Linked DNA regions of Sus scrofa: all the other regions are linked to region 2. A link is a contact called in public Hi-C and HiChIP or PLAC-seq data. All regions are on one chromosome and are shown on one strand. Each heading gives the region's core, a stretch centred on a gene start, on an enhancer-like site or on the middle of the called end of the contact. The rest is flanking DNA. Distances are from core to core; before and after follow the strand shown. Region 1 holds the start of SH2B1 (SH2B adapter protein 1). Region 2 holds the start of MAPK3 (mitogen-activated protein kinase 3). Region 3 holds the start of CDIPT (CDP-diacylglycerol--inositol 3-phosphatidyltransferase). Region 4 holds the start of KCTD13 (BTB/POZ domain-containing adapter for CUL3-mediated RhoA degradation protein 1).

What was found. Hi-C and Micro-C count contacts between places; a contact is called where the count stands out from the background. HiChIP or PLAC-seq counts read pairs in DNA pulled down with a chosen protein or histone mark.
Region 1: an H3K27ac HiChIP or PLAC-seq map of alveolar macrophages shows a contact between it and region 2. The contact joins the promoter of SH2B1 here to the promoter of MAPK3 in region 2.
Region 3: a contact with region 2 is called in a Hi-C map of heart right ventricle, with 4 times the contacts expected there. The contact joins the promoter of CDIPT here to the promoter of MAPK3 in region 2. A contact is called at or near these places in 2 of 47 Hi-C or Micro-C datasets (embryonic fibroblasts and heart right ventricle) and 1 of 2 datasets of contacts at active chromatin or transcription factors (alveolar macrophages).
Region 4: an H3K27ac HiChIP or PLAC-seq map of alveolar macrophages shows a contact between it and region 2. The contact joins the promoter of KCTD13 here to the promoter of MAPK3 in region 2. A contact is called at or near these places in 1 of 47 Hi-C or Micro-C datasets (heart right ventricle) and 1 of 2 datasets of contacts at active chromatin or transcription factors (alveolar macrophages).

Annotation. Positions count from the first base shown.
Region 1 is chr3:18,531,501-18,535,464 of Sscrofa11.1, forward strand. SH2B1 (SH2B adapter protein 1) reads left to right here and starts at 1,782. Exons shown (of 11, transcript XM_003124516.4): 1 at 1,782-1,963. The coding sequence starts at 1,804. It overlaps LOC100516669 (a long non-coding RNA gene), which reads right to left and starts at 1,729. Exons shown (of 2, transcript XR_115809.4): 1 at 1,393-1,729.
Region 2 is chr3:18,297,332-18,301,066 of Sscrofa11.1, forward strand. MAPK3 (mitogen-activated protein kinase 3) reads right to left here and starts at 2,079. Exons shown (of 9, transcript XM_021088019.1): 1 at 1,886-2,079; 2 at 663-845. The coding sequence starts at 2,058.
Region 3 is chr3:18,089,045-18,093,038 of Sscrofa11.1, forward strand. It overlaps CDIPT (CDP-diacylglycerol--inositol 3-phosphatidyltransferase), which reads right to left and starts at 2,389. Exons shown (of 6, transcript NM_001167642.1): 1 at 2,347-2,389; 2 at 2,117-2,251; 3 at 1,261-1,414; 4 at 518-599. The coding sequence starts at 2,389. It overlaps LOC100622642 (putative protein T-ENOL), which reads left to right and starts at 2,923. Exons shown (of 6, transcript XM_021086430.1): 1 at 2,923-2,994.
Region 4 is chr3:18,140,009-18,144,232 of Sscrofa11.1, forward strand. KCTD13 (BTB/POZ domain-containing adapter for CUL3-mediated RhoA degradation protein 1) reads right to left here and starts at 1,581. Exons shown (of 6, transcript XM_021086431.1): 1 at 1,148-1,581. The coding sequence starts at 1,391.

The DNA.
Region 1 (3,964 bases), core at 532-3,031, 230 kb after region 2:
CTAGGATTAGGAGGCTGGTAGGACGTAAGCTTGGAACTCTAACCCTAACCAGCTGGGAACCAGCCAGGTGGCTGTCTTGCTGCCTATGAGGAGCCGATCTGCCTGAGAAGAAAGTCCAGAGCAAAGCAGAGCTGAGAAACTGAGAGCAAGTTCAGGTGGACACTGTAAGCCTCTCCTCCAGCCATGCCTAATGTCATTGTATCTCTGCCTTTTAAATTCTGCAAGTCAATAAACGCCTCCTCTTTTAAACTACCTTAAATGGCCTATTACTTGCAGCTGAAAGCATCCTGCTTATCACAGGTCCCTCCCCACCCCACTCCCCCAGCCCTTTCCTAAGCAGGAAGACGTGTTTCTCCCTTTCTTATTAATACTGTGCCTTAACCAGGGTGCTGGATCCCAGCCATCTCACCTTCCCCAAACTTCCCTCCTTCAATTATCCTTTCTTTTTTTCTTTTTTGTTGTCATTTGTCCTTTTTAGGGCTGCACCCGAGGCATAAGAAAGTTCCCGGGTTAGGGGTCAAATCAGAGCTGCAGCTGCCAGCCCACACCACAGCCTCAGCAACTCCGGATCCGAGTGGCATCTGCAATCTACACCACAGCTCTCGGCAACGGTGGATACTTAACCCACTGATGGAGGCCAGGCATGGAACTCGAATCCTCATGGATACTACTCGGATTCCTAGCCACAATAGGAACTCCAGCATTTTTATTTACTTATTTTTTCCTTCTTTGGCTGCATTCTCTGGCATATGTAAGTTCCCCGGCCAGGGATCAAATCCGAGCCACCTCTGAAGATGTATGTTGTCCAGGCATATGTAAGTTCCCAAGCTAGGGGTTGAATCAGAGCTACAGTTACCTGCCTACGCCACTACCAGGTCCCAGCCGCCTGCGATCTACACCGCAGTTCGTAGCAATGCTGGATCCTAAACCTACGGAGCAGGGGCAAGGATCGAACCCACGTCCTCATGGATACTAGTTGGTGGTTCGTTACCACCGAGCCACAGCGGAAACTCTTCTTTTGGCGCTTTCATTCAGCTGTTGAAGAAGCTTGACCCAATGGCTAGAGCCAAGAGACTCCTTTATTGCTTAGGCCAGCTGAAGCTAGGTCACTGTGACTTGACTAGGATTTCATCGTGCTCATGATTTCAACAGCCCTTTACTACACCTTAATGAGTCTCCGTTTCTATATTTGGCCTTAATGTCTCTCCTGAGCTCCAGCCTATAGGTCCACCTGCCTCCTGATGTCCCACCGGCACACCCCAAACGGACCTCATTATTCCTGCGCCCATCTTCATCCCCCAGCTCAGAGACGGAACCTCCTAGAACCTCCAGGACTTTTCCTCAGAGAGGCAAGGTCGTAAGTTCAGACTCTGCCTCTCCACGGGGCCTCACCAAGGTCACCTGCATCTTTCCTCCCCCAGCTCCTTAGGGGCGGTGTCCGCGAATCCCTCTGCAGCCAGACCAGGCGCTCTAGGCTGCAATGGGCGCTTCAAACAGCGTCAACTCGCTGGTTTCCGGTACCGGCGGCTCCTCTAGCCTCCGTCAGGGCCTCGGGACTCTATTCCCCTAAGGTGCCTTGTCTACGGTTGACTGTTCCCCTTTGTCCCGACTTGTCCTTCAGAGGGCGCTCTTGTGGGAATCAACCCCTTCCTCGGGTTGCTTCTGCGATCCCTTTTAGGCACAGCTGGAGAAGTCACTGAGCCCGCCGAGAGTCACACCCTCGGAGCCCTGGAAGGGTGGCCGAGAGTGGGAGGATGGCGGAAGTGAGCGCGAAGGTGCCCTTCCCTCTCCCCGCTCTTCTCTATGGTCTCTTCCTTCGGTGACGGGGAAAAAAGGGGTCCCGGCGCCTGCGCAGAACCGGACTGGGAGCCCGTCGCGGAGGGGGGCGGGGGGCAGGGAGCGGGAGCCGCCGCCGCCGCCGCCGCCGCCGCCGCCGGAGCTAACCGCAGGGACCGAGATGCAGGTGGGACCGGAACCGGAACCCCCCTCTTCAAGTCCCTCTTCCCTCTCCGCGACTCGGGCCCGGCGCCTGCGGGGAGCCCTGGGTGGAGGCGGGCGCGGGGGGCTCGAGGCAGGAGGGGCGCCCGGCCCCGCAGAGTGCGGCAGACAGGGCTGCGGCCCCGGGGAATGGGCGGGTAGAGGGTGTCCAGGGTGAAGGGGGTCGGGTCGGAGTGGATTGATCACCGGCTCCGGAGGGTCCGAGCCTGGAGCGGAGCCTGCACCCTCCACCACCCGGCCTTCGGGAAATAGCACCACTGAGCCAAGAAGCAGGTGCACTGGGAAAATGTGTCTGAGTCCCGCTTGGCAGAAGAGAAACTGAGTCACCAGCTCAGGAGCCACAGGGTCAGCGGGCCTGAAGGGGGCTGGGTCTGCCTGTGGTGCAGAGGGTTGGGTGGGCAGTTGTGAGCTGAGGTGGCCTCTGCCTGGAGATCGGTCTCTGCACCTCTTGGCTCAGTTCCCCTGTGCTCCATGACTCTTGCATCTCCTGGCTTCTTCTCGTTGTTTTGGAACTGTCCCTACGGTTGGAGCCATCTGAGTGTGTAGGGTCTATAGGCCAAGGAGAAGGGGAGGGAACGCTGACCGTGGGTCTGAGCAGGCGTCTGAGGTTTGGGGAGATTTGCCTGAACTGCCTTCATCCCGTTGCCAGTCAGAGCTTCCAGTAGAGGAAGGGACACAAACAGAAGAGCCAGGGGTTGTAAATTCCATGCCCAGCTCTGCCACTTGGTAGGAGTTGTAAGATCTTGGGAAGGCTCTTCCTTGCACTGATTTCTCTTGTAGAAAATTGGAACCCATAAAGATAGTGATAACGGCAGTCATCTATTGTGTGCTTACTTTGTGTCAAGCAGGGACTTGTTATTTCATTTAATTCTCCCAGTAGTTCTGGGGGTTAGGGATCATTAGCTCTGTTTTATAGCTGTAACAGCAAAAGCTCAGAGAGGACATGTAATCTGTTGAAGATCACACAGCTCTTAGGCGGCCGAGATGGAATTTCATCCTAAGTCTAACTCCAGAAACTCTGGCCTTAACCCCAGGCTAACCAGTCTTTAGGGCATGCTCCCCTGCGAGAGAAGAGGAAGGCGAGAAATCCCAAGGCCCCAGCTCCCTGATATGTTGTATTTGCTTGTGGCCAGCCAAGACTTGCCCAGACCCAACCCACAGCCTGTCCTCGCCTGGTGCTGCTGCCTCTGGACCCCAGACTGAAAGGGCACCAAAGAAGTGGGATGTGGCCACTGCAGGCCTCCTTCAGGCAGTGCCTGGGTGCGGGCTCCTGGGGTCGGCTTTCCAGACGGTCGTTTTCACCATCCATCCATCCATCCTCCTTCATGAGCAAGCTCCCTCCTCAGAGATGGACCTTGGGCAGCGAAAGGCAGGGTCTCTGAGTTCTGGGACAGTGAGGGGTGGTGACTGAGACTGGGACAGTCAGGCCCCGGGGGACCAGGACTGCGCGCTGGGGAAAACTAGTCTTGGAGTTCTGAAACTTGTTCTGAGCTTCGGTTTCCTCATCTGTTATAGAGGTTGTTAAAACCCATCCCAGGGAAAGGTAAGAGGGGCGCAGGGGAGGCAATGGGATAAGCATTGAAGGGTCATTTCATTTAGAGAAGGGAGATGGGAGTTCCCATTGTGGCTCAGTGGTTAATGAATCTGACTAGCATCCATGAGGACGCAGGTTCGATCCCTGGCCTCGCTCAGTGGGTTAAGGATCCGGCGTTGCCCTGACCTGTGGTGTGGGTCGCAGACACGGCTCGGATGTGGCGTGGCTGTAGCTGTGGCAGAAGCCGGCCGCTACACCTCCGACTGGACCCCTAGCCTGGGAACCTCCCTATGCCGCAGGTGCGGCCCTAAAAAGCAAAGGAGAGAGAGAGAGAGAGAGAATTGACGTAGGAAAGATTCCCTTTTAGAGGAAGGCGCGGCCCCGCTGTCTATCACACCTGGGTAGTGGAGGGAGTGGATCCAGGAGGCAGCA
Region 2 (3,735 bases), core at 829-3,328:
GGGGGGAGGGCAACGAAGGCAAGGCTGACCCTCCCTGGGCAAGGTGCAAGTCCACGGGGGATCAGGGTGGGGATCTAAGCGGGAAGTCCCAGAGACAGGAGGACAGGTTCTCATCTGGGGGAAGGGTGGAGGCAGCCACAGGCACCTGACGTTGGCCTTTCTGAGCCTCAGTCTCCTCCTCTTTGAAATGGGGCTGATGAGCCCCAGCGCAGAGGGCAGCTGGGGGTCAGATTAAGAAATGTCGACGCACTCGGTGCACAATGCACCCAGACTCATAGTAGGCCCTCAAAAAGGGGGCACTTTTCTTCCTTCGAGTCCGAGGACCCAGGCAAGAAAGAATCGCCCTCTGTTAAACAAAAGAACTGACTGTGGGCAGAGGCTGGGTCACGTCACAGGACGGCAGATGTCACAAGACAAAGCTCCCATAGACACCATCTTCCCCAGCCCCCTCCTGGGGCAGAGCTTAGAGAACAGACTTGCCCAAGGCCACACGGCCTGGCCGGTCCTCGTACACCTTGTGGCCTCTTTCTGCTGGAAAGTCTGTTGAACTGGGGTTGTCTGGAAGGGTGGTAGGGAAGAAGGAAACAGAAAGCAAGCCAACATTCTCCCAGCCCAGCTCTGAAGCTGTGCCCGGCCAGCCGTCTGGCCAAGGTGAAGGATACACATCCCTCATGGCTTCCAGGGTGGGTGCCCGCAGAATGTCTCGGATGCCAATGACGTTCTCGTGGCGGAAGCGTAGCAAGATCTGGATCTCTCGCAAGGTCCGCTGGCAGTAGGTCTGATGCTCAAAAGGGCTGATTTTCTTGATGGCCACTCGAGTCTTGCGCACATGGTCGTAAGCTGAGCTGAGAGGGCCGGAGAGATGTTGGTGGTGTGGCCTTACCAAGCGGGGGGAGTCCAGGCCCGGCGGCGGGCCCCACCCAGGCCTTGGCAGGGAGGGGAGGGAGCAGGAGAGACTGGCCAGAGCCAGTCATAAACAATGCTGGTTCCTTCCTGCTGTGAAGGCCTGGGATCTCCAGGGAGAAAGCTGGGGACCAGCCAGGCAGCCCTTCAGTGACTTCACAAACAGAGGAAGGGACTGACCGATCGCTGACTTCCCTTCTCCTCAACCCTTTCCATTCTAGTGGCCCTCACCCCTCATCCTCCCCTTCCCCGGATGGGCTCCCTCTACCCAAGACAGGGCCAGGGGCGGGAGGTGTGAGGGACATACAGGGAGGCGAATCCAGGAAGAAGGAGGGATGGGAGAGAAGGGATGCAGCAGGGGCGGGTGTCAGGGGGAGGTTCCCGGGCAGCAGAGCTAATCCCTGATGAACAAAGGCCCAGGGCCCCCAGTGGGGCTGGGAGAACTCACAGAGCCCTCCTGAAAGTTGCAAGAAGGCACTCCGGGACCCCCTCATTGCTCACTGGGTCCCTGGCCCCAGGCCCAAAGCCCTGCCCCACCCTGTCCAGCCCTGAGCTCTGCTCTTCTCTCCCAAACTCCTAGATTCGACTCCCGGGGGGCAGATCCCAGGCGCCCTTTCCCTGGGAAGGGTCCTTCCTGCCGTTTTCACCAAGGATATGACCTCCCCCAGAAGACTTATTCTCTTCTCTTCGCCCTGTGGCTATAGACTGCCCAAGGTCCCCACAGCTCCCCCACCTAGAGGCCCTTCCCTTCATTAGAGAAGGTTCCCCTCAAAACCCCCCAAGCCCCCCTCTTCTTAGATCGTAGGCAGCGCCCCCTCCCCCAGAAAGCACTCCAAGGCCCTCTCCCTGGGGCGCTCTCCAGCCTCCCGAAGCCCCTGCGGCTTCACGATGCTCAGAGACCCCAAGGCCTTAGAGAGCTCTCAGCACCCCTCCCTGGGATCGCCCTCCTCTAAGACGCCCCCTCCCCTGGAACGCCCCTCACCTGACCATGCCGTACGCGCCCTCGCCGATGTATTGCAGCTGCGTGTAGCGCGGGCCCACGTCGAACGGCTGCCCCTTTACTATCTCCACTTCCCCCGGGACCCCAGGGCCGACCCCATCGGCTCCCCGGGGCTCCCCGCCCCCGCCCCCCTGAGCCGCCGCCGCCGCCGCCATCTCCACTCCTCCCCTCCCGCCCGCCCGCCTCCCCCCCCGGCGGCCCCGCCCCTTCCCGCCCGCCCTGTCACCCGCGGAGCCGCGCGCGCGCCAGACCCCGCCCCCGCCCGCCCCCGCGCCCGTCACGTGACCCCCACCCCCCCGCAGCGGCGCCCAGCTTTCTGGGCACGGATGCCATGGTCCCTGGCACTTGTGGGCTCCGTCTACTCGGTCAATCTAGAAGCTCCCCAGGGCCGTCTGAGACGGTCCAGAACCCCACTCCCCCCCTCCAATGCAGAACAGCCAGTAGGGCCGCCCCAGTGACCTCACCCAGAGCCACCAAACAAGGGCTGGGATGAGGGGCCAAGACTGGGCCGCCTGGTCCCCGCTGCTTTTGCCAGCCCCACTCAGCCCGGCTGAGTGGTCCGGCTCCAGATGGAACCTTAGGGGACCCTCACCAGCCCTCTGGCGTTTGGCCTCCCTGAGCCCGGCCCGATGCTAAGTGATCCCATGCATATTTCACAAAAGCGGTGGGAGATGGCTTTCTCCTAGAGGTAGCCTGCCTTTCACAAATGAGGAAACTGAAGGCTGAGCAGCGCAAGGTCCTTTGGAATCGCGCAGACAACTTGAGATCTGGAAAGCCCAGGTGTCCGGACTCCCAGCCTAATGGCTTTTGACTGGAGGCCTGCCAGAGTGGGCTAGGGACCTGGCCTCAGCACCCAGGCGGTACTGGTATCCCCAGGATCATATCATTGATGATCCCATGCTTCCTTTACAGGGAAAGGGGGGGAGAGTCCAGAGAGCTGCATGCAAGGTTGACACGATCAGGCTTTGCCCAAATATAGCAAGACGGGTAACTTTTTTTCTGTCATTGGATTTGGCAAAAATTGGAATCCTGTTAAGATCATCATATTTTGATTCTGTATGAGACTTGAACATATACTTAATACTTGGCCCACTCTAGTCGCTTCATTAGAACAATCCCACAATATAAACGTCAACTGCTTTTCTTTCTTTTTTTTCTTTTTGCTTTTCAGGGCCACACCCACGGCATATAGAGGTTCCCAGGCTAGGGGTCCAATTGGAGCTACAGCTGCCGGCCTACACCACAGCCACAGACACGCCAGATCTGAGCCGTGTCTGTGACCTACACCACAGCTCAGGGCAACACTGGATCCTTAACCCACTGAGCAAGGCCAGGGATCGAACCCACAACCTCATGGCTCTGGTCAGATTTGTTAACCACTGTGACACGACGGGAACTTCTCATCTGCCTTTCTTAACTGGGTAGGCAGGGGCCATGTCTTTCTTGTTCATGGCTGAATCCTCGACCCTCAGACACTCAAAAAAAAAAAAATTAATGGATGAATCAAGTTTTACAGAACAGGAAATCTGGAGTTGGGGAGCTGAGACTCAACATGGTGTCTTCTGACAGAGAAGCAGAGGCTCTTTTTAATTCCATTCTGTTTCCCAGAATCAGAGTCTGCTAAAAAACTGGAGAGAGGGCCCACCCAGTCCATCTCCCTTACTTCACAATGAAAATATGAGCTGGGAGTTTCACAAAAACACATCTCCTCGGCTTTAGTAAGTAATCACGTTTTTTTTGGTCTCCCTTAGAAACTGGTCCTTGTATGCCTTAAAGATCGAGACAAAATGGAACAGTAATTATGATTCTGAAATTGGTCACCATTAGATATA
Region 3 (3,994 bases), core at 1,139-3,638, 210 kb before region 2:
CGCATCATCAAGGATGGATACTAGTCAGGGGCTTCACCTTCTAATTAAGCCACAACAGGGACTTCCAGGAAGTTGTTTCTGCCTGGCATCGCTGCAGACCCCTCGAAGGCCTGGGCCCTATCTGGAGGTGCTGACCCAGGATAAAAATTACACTCCTTGTGCTTGCTTTGGCAGCACATATACTTAAAAAAAAAAAAAAAAAGTACACTCCTTATCAAGGCTTAAGGCCTTGTGTTTTTTTTTTGGCTGCACCAGGCCAGGGATCAATGAATCCACCACACCCACAGCAAGTCCCCCTAAGGCCTTTCGCAAGCTGGTTCCGCAGACCTCTCTGGCTTCCTCCTCCCTCCCTTTTCCCTCCAGCCACTCAGCTCTACCTTCCTGGACACACCCGGGGCCACAGGTCCACTTGCTACCCGGAGCCATTCACACAGGCCCTTCTCATCAATCCTACCCTGGACCCAGCGCGGAGCCCAGGACTGGCCTAAGCTAAGCGGGGTAAACAGCGAAGGCTCACCCTGGAGGTGTAGTAGATGCGAAGCACTGGATTTCCCGACAGGTCAATCATCTTGTGACTTTCACTGCCTCGGACCACAGAACTTGGGGGAGAAAGAAAGTAGGGGGAAATCCATGAGCGTTCATTACATTGAAAGCCAACCCCCAGGAGGCAGGTGTCAGGATGCCTCGTTGAACAGAGGAGGGACTGGGCACAGCTGAAGACCACTGTCCTGCCCAACGCCACCTAGCTAGGGGAAGAATCAGGACTCAAAAGCCCCGTGCCCCTTCCCAAGGGATTTATTTATTTTTCTTTTTATGGCTGCCCCTGGGGCATGTGGATGTTCCCAGGCTAGGGGTCGAGTGTGGTCAACGCCACAGCCATTAGCAACACTGGATCCAAGTCACAGGGACCTACGCCACAGCTTGTGGCAACGCAGGATCCTTAACCCACTGAGTGAGACCAGGGATCGAACCCACATCCTCACACAGAATGTGTCAGGTCCTTAACCTTCTGAGCCACAACAGGAACTCCAGCCCAAGGGATGTTTGCTCTGTGGAATCCTTGAATAACCAGCCAGAAAAGTTGCAGGAATTACTGAATCCAGCTGTAAAACAGGACTGAAGCTGATTCAGAGATTTGCCCAAGGTCGTTCGGCAAAGCAGAGCTAAAAAGGAGATCTCCCGAGAAGCCTGAAGACACTGCCCCCACCGCCATATGACCTCAGCCCTCCCCACCCGGTCATCACGCCCAGAATGACAGACCTGTGAAGGTGCAGCCAGTGGCTGGCCACATCCAAGCTCATGCTGAGCTGGAAGAGAAGGGTGGCTCGAGGGTACAGCAGGGCCAGGTTGACCAGCAGACACATGGTGGAGCAGCGGTCTGTCAACATGTCCAGCATGGCCCCAAACCGGGTCCCTGAAAAATGGTGGCTATTAGGTGGCAAAGAGCTGTGGAGGAGGCGGTGGATGGATGACAGGGGCCGTATCTGGTGGATCATTCAGATGCAGAGTCTAAGGGTGACGGTGCATCCACTGCCTGGGGAGGCGAGGAGACTGTTCTGCCTGGACCAAAGGGCCAGGGTCACCGTGCCACAAAACAGAACACATGGGAATGCAGAGAGAACAAAGCAGAAGTGGGGAGGCTAGCTCTAGAGCTCATCAACCCCAGAATCCAGGGTCCAGGTCTCCAGACAAGAAGACTTGAAATCTTAGGGAAGTCTTGGAAGTGAACAGATTCAAAAAGTAGACAACCCTCCAGAAACTATCCCTCTTCCCTCTCCATCTGCCTTCCAAACCCACCTTCTGGAATCATTCTGGCTGGTGCCTGCCACACAGGAGATACCAATAAACATAAACATCTGTTGAATGGATGTTTTAATCCTTCGGAGAGGCCGGCAGCACTGCCACTTGCCACGCCCAGTCTTGCCATCCCACACCCCTCCTCTCAAAGAGTGCTTCTCAACTGCGAGCTTAAATCCCTTCCGCTACAAAAGCGGGCCACTCTGCTCTGCTTTCTACAGAGATGGGAATGACAGAGCTCCTGAGTACCTGAGGAAGCAGGAAAAGGGGGCAGAGGGTTGTTGGGCCTCGAGGCTGGCTGGGAGGAGGTATCTGTCACCTTGATTAAGGACTCGAGCAGCGTGTCCATCAAAAGCGTCCAGAAGTCCGCTGAGCAGGTAGAAGGAGGAGGCCGTGAAGGGGCAGCAGGGCATGAAGTAGAAAGAAATGATGGCGAAGACAATCCGGGCATAACCTTGGGACGGGACGAGGGAGAGACAGGGCAGATCAGGAAGCCTGCCCAAGACCCCTGGCCCTCCCGTTCGGCCCGGAGCCGCGGACAGCACTCACCAATAAGGTTAGGCACAAACAGGAAGATATTTTCGCTTGGCATCGCGGAGGCCCCCTGGCCGCTCTGGGCCTTATCCGGAGGTGCCAACTCTGTCCCAGCCCCGGCGCGACGCTCACCCTCCAGCCTGGCGCATCGGCCGCGCCCACTGCGCGCAGGTCTCTGCTGCCCCAGCCGGGTCCCAGATGTTAAAGCTCAATGTCGACCGTAGCATGGGCTAACCCAGCTGTGAGCCGGGAGCGAACACCCTGCCCTTCCTCAGGGCAGACGCTCGCCTCTTCCTGCCTCCAGCTGCGGCCTCTGCTGCTCCAGCTGTGCTGGGCTTCCGGAACCTACTCTACTGCGTTCTACCTTGCAAAATTGGAGAAAGGAAGAAGAGGCTTTTGAAATGGCTGCGGCCCCTTTAAGACCTGCTGGCTTCCTTGTCTTCCCTCCGCCCCTTACCATCGGCTTGTACCAAAGCACAGAGGGAGGAGAGGGGAAAAAGAAACATAGTCGTCGAGCAAAAAAGGGAATTGAAAAGGAGAGGCCAAAAGAGAAGGAGGCCTAGATAAATGTCTCTACGTTCCTTTCTGTGCAGGGTATGACTTCCTGGAGACAAAGATAAGGGGAGAAGATTCCGCTCTCTCGCGTTTTTGCACCCCCAAGAGGTCAGGTTATTTGGTACAGTCCACATTTTCCTTCCCCGCCCCCCTCTCTCCACCCTCATTAGCTCTTGCAGGATCCAGGCAACGAGATGACAGCCAGAGGGCCCGAAGGGCGACCTGGGGGGGGGCTGCTTTTCGCGTGCCCCTAGTGGTGGGAGGATTAGGTCGCAGGCTCCACTCTGTGTCATCTTCCCAGGTCTCTCTAGATTCTAGCGCTAGAGTCACTGACCCCTAAGAGGGACCTAGCAGGGAGCGGAGGAGTTGCGAATGCGACAAGCTAGGAAAATGCCCTTACCCCTGTGGTTCTAGAATCCCTAGTCTCCTGGCAACGGCGCTGCGGAACCTTTGCATATGCCAAAGTTTTCGTAGTAAGGGGTAGCGGAGCCGCCCTGGGTTCCCCTTTTTCCAAACTTCTCCCCCAACTCCCCGCTCCCACGGCCCCTAAAAGGGCTTTTTAGACCTCCCTGTCCCCTCTTCTGCCCAGGAGCCCAAGATTTCGACCCATCTGCCAGGTCGGGGGTGGCAAGTGGGCTGCCTTGTCTTAAGAAGGGCCTTGGATGGGAAGAAGGAAAGCGAGGCTCTCGCCGGGCCGAGTGGAGGCAGGGGAGAGGGGGCGGGCGTGTGGGTGTCCCACTCCCTCCCCCAGGAAGATTTAAGGCAGCGATTTTTTTTTTTTTTTTTTTTTTTTTTTTGGTCTTTTTGCCTTCTCCAGGGCCGCTCCCGCGGCATATGGAGGTTCCCCGGCTAGGGGTCGAAGTGGAGCTACAGCTGCCGGCCTACACCACACCCACAGCAACGCCAGATCCGAGCTGCGTCTGCAACCTACACCACAGCTCACGGCAACTCCCAATCCTTAACCCACTGAGCGAGGCCAGGGATCGAACCTGCAACCTCATGGTTCCTAGTCAGATTCCTTAAACACTGAGCCACGACGGGAACTCCAACCCCCCCCCCCCCCCCCCCCCCCCCCGCTTCAGAGAGAAACTGACACAGTCCTCTAAGG
Region 4 (4,224 bases), core at 331-2,830, 160 kb before region 2:
CAGTAGCTAACGAACCAGGCTAGTATCATGAGGACTCCAGTTCGATCCCTGGCCTCGATCAGTGGGTTAAGGATCTGGCGTTGCTGTGAGCTGTGGTGTAGGTCAAAAACTTGGTTTGGATCCTGCATTGCTGAGGCTGTGGTGCCGGCGGGCAGTTATAGCTCTGACTGGACCCCTAGCCTGGGAACCTCCATATGCCACAGGTGCGGCCCTGAAAAGACAAAAAAAAGAATGCTACCCCACTCTCCACTACCATTTTAACCTTTGTATTCTTCATAGACCTCATTGCCATCTGGAATTACATGTTTCTGTCTTCGTTTTGGTATGTTTACTTGCTTATTGTCTCTCCCTACCCCCACAAAAAAGAAAACTCCATAAGGCTCATCTTAATCAGATTCATTTACCAAACTATCTCCTACACTAACTGGCATTTTGCCAATATTCATTGAACAATAAACTCTTCACCTGCAGATATTTGAAGACTGAGCTCTGCCTCCCCAATTTCAATTTTCCTGCTCTCACAATCCTTGTTAACCTCTTCTGAATCCCCCTCCCTGGACTTTTAAGGTTCCCCTTGAGCATATGGAGCCCGAACCTGACTGCGACACACTTTGAGAAGGTAAGGTTCGCCTGCCAGAGAGAACTGTCCACTCTCCACTCTGGCGTCCCTGGCAAACCCAAAGCAGCCCTCTCCTCTGACAGTCTGTTATTTACAGATAGATTTCTAGAGTGTAGGGACCTGTGTTAGGTCCTCCAACTCTCGGGGGTGGTTGCTGGCAGTGCTGAGGTAGAAGAAACTGATGAAGGTTGCCTGGAAGGGTGCTGTTGGCACCAGGGCTGCTTCCCGAGTCTTTTGAGCTGAGGAGGAAAGAGTGGAAGAGTCCGTGGGGAGCAGTAATGAAAATTTGGTCCTAACATGTTGAGAATTTGCTGGTTACTACTGCTGGGTGTAAAGACCGAGGGAGGAAGGGGATGAAGAATGAGAAAAGGGAGGTGCCATGGGATGTAGGGGATGGAAGAAGTGAGAATGAGTTGACTGGACGGCAAGAGAGAAGGGGCGTGAGAAGACTGGGCGAAGAAAGACTGGGAGAAAAGGGAGACGGGGATCTGGAGGAGGCAGGACAGTAAGCAAGGGCGGCTCGCGTACCTCCGGCGTCAGTGAGCACCTCCGCGCGGCCGCTGAACATGGCCTTGAGCATGGTGTCCTGTCCCGTGAGGGTGCGCAGCGTGGTGTAGTGCAGCGAACCGCCCACGTTTAGTTTCACATACTTGCTGTTCGGGGTCAGGGGCTTGAGACCGTAGGCGGCGGAGCCAGGCTCGAGACCCGCGGGCTTAGGAACTTCCAGGGACTGGGCCTCCGCCGCTGCGGGGCCAGACGCCTCGGCCGACATGCCTGGTGGCGGCGGCGGGCGACGATCCTTGGTTGTCTCCGCACCCTCCGGCCGCTCCCAGAGACCCCGGGACCCGAGCCCTTGGGCCGGACCGCTGGGCCCGCACGCCCCTAAGCCCCGCCGCTACTTAGTGACACTGGCCCTCTGGATCATCGCGCCGGAACCGCCCGGAAGCCGGGCGAGAACTGCGCAGGCGCGTCAAGGTCCCGCCCCCGACCTCGCGCGGCCGGGAGGGAGGAGCATGCGTGGTGGCGGTGGGCTGGCAGAGGGAGTCGAGCGCGGGCTGCGGGAGGGCGGGGCGCCGCGTGAGGTGTGTTCAGGTCGCCTGTCCGGGAGACTCGAAGTAGGGCTCTTGGCCACCTGCCTGTGTGGAAAACACTGCCCCCTTCGCGTATCTCCACTCTCAGGGTGCTTCATGGGCGTGAAGGGGAAGGGGCCCAGAGAGGCAAGGGGTTGGGGCACAGTTTCCCGCCTCCCGGCCCCGCGCATTTGACAGCTGCGAACGAAAGCCCCAAGGGGAGCTCTTAAGGGAGGCCAGACGGAGGTGGCCTCCCAGAGGAGGTGGCAGTAATGCTAGGTAGGGCATGCAGGATGTGAATAGATGAGGTCGTCCGTTGACGAGCGCTTCTCTGAGGAAGTGATACTGAGCTGAAGCTCAGAAGAGACGCCTATGTGGAGGCGGAGGGCAGAGAGTTCCAAGAAGAGCCCGGGGCAAATACAAAGACCCGTAAACCAGACACACTTGGCATATTTAACAGGCAGAAAGAAGGTCAGGGGTGGCTAGAGCAACCTGGACAAGGGTTTTAGAATCCCAGCCTATGTCGTGAGACACCCAACCTTGGAAGAAAGAAATAAGCTAGGAAAACGTTGCTGGTAAAGTGTGGCGAGAAGTGTTTGAATCTGATCTCATCTGCATTCTGTTGAGAGGCTGATACCTGGGACATTTAACAGTCGATCTGAATGTCTAGCAGGAGAATCTGCTGGAGGGAAAATGAAGCATGAAGCTGTAGTTCTGCCTGGCCATCAGTTCACCGGCAGTGTTACTTCTCTCTGGGCTTGTTTGGTTTCTTTTCTGCTGAGTGACGTGTGCAAATGTAAATGGCAGGGGCTAGGTAGGAATGTAAATGAGTGGAATGAACCAGTTACAAGGTATTAGGGAGTAACAGGGCCTGTGTTAGCCTGGAGAGCCCATGTTTTACCCAAAGGGCAATATTGTCAATTCTGATTTTTCAAGTGTAGCTGGTGAGAAAGAGAAAAGCAGCTCATGACAACTGGGACCCAGTTTTCACTATTCCTTCAGAAGCCTCTGTTGCTATGAGGGGGCCTGACACTATAAGCTAGGCTATGATGTTGCCCTGTTGAGCATAAACAATTTTATAGGACACCAGCTTCAGAAAAAACTCCTCTCTGATGAATTGAAAGACTGTTCCATAATCATAATTGAACACGAAAACAGGAACATTGTCCAGACCACAAAAATGACCAATGGTGACCTTTTCCATCACAGTCTGAGTGACGGCTGCTTCTTTACCAAGTCCAGCTTTAGCCCTGATCCATTCCTCCTAACTTCTAGATAAGAATTATTAAGATAACCAAAAAGAAGGAGCTCCCATTGTGGCTCAGTGAGTTAAGAACCCAAACTGTATCCCTGAGGATGCTGGTTTGATCCCTGGCCTTGCTCAGTGGGTTAAAGATCCGGTGTTTTCTTCTCTTCTTCTTTTTTCTTTCTTTCTTTCTTTCTCTCTTTTTTTTTTTTTTGTCTTTTTAGGGCCACACCTGTGGCATTCAGAAACTCCCAGGCTAGGGGTCGTATCAGAACTCTAGCTGCTGGCCTATGCCACAGCCATAGCCACGCCAGATCCAAGCTGTATCTGTGACCTACACCACAGCTCACAGCACTGCCGGATCCTTAACCCACTGAGCGAGGCCAGGGATTGAAACTGCGTCCTCATGGATGCTAGTCAGATTTGTTTCCACTGAGCCATGACGGAAACTCCAAAGATCTAGTGTTGCTGTGAGCTTCGGCCTAAGTCACAAATGAGGCTTTTATCTGGCATTGCTGTAACTGTGGTGTAGGCTGGCTGCTGCAGGTCTGATTCAACCCCTAGCCTGGGTACTTCCATGTGCTGCAGATGTGGCCCTTAGAAGGCAAAACAAGGAAAAAGAAAAAGAATTATCCCTACTTCCTGGCAGCATCCAACCTAGAGCAAATCTCCCCTTTTTTGAATCCTACTAGAAAATCACCCAACACAAGCCCCAATCCTGAAATAAGTCCTTTCTAGTATGTGCTTACAGAGGTGCCCAGGCTGCATGCCCCGTGCTATGCTGTCTCCCTTGTTCAACCACAAGTGCGCTCCTGGTGGTCTTTGGCCGGAAGGCATTGTCAGAAATGGAGGATCCACAGAGATTCAGCTGAAACCCTCACTAACTCAAACTAGGACCCTCGACTCTAGCAACAACATACACACCTGAGATCCCTTCTGTCTCTAACTGTTTGAGGTTGCAATCCTACCCTTGGCTGGGAGGTAAGTTCTTGTTGAATTGGACTCTGACGTTTTGTTGAGACCCTTGAGTATTGGGATTATTTTGTTTGTTTTCTTTGGAAAACGATCCCCTTCCGTTTTTTGATTATCCAGTCACATTTTTCCTTGGGAGAACTGTTTTCTGGCTTTCTCCACCTGCTCCTATGGTCTGCCCCCCTCTCTAGTGTTTTGGATTTTTTTTTTTTTTTTTTTTTTTTTGGCCACACCTGTGGCATGTGGAGGTTCCCAGGCCAGGGATCCAACCCGCATCACAGTTGCTGCCACAGCTGTAGCAATGCTAGATCCTTAAC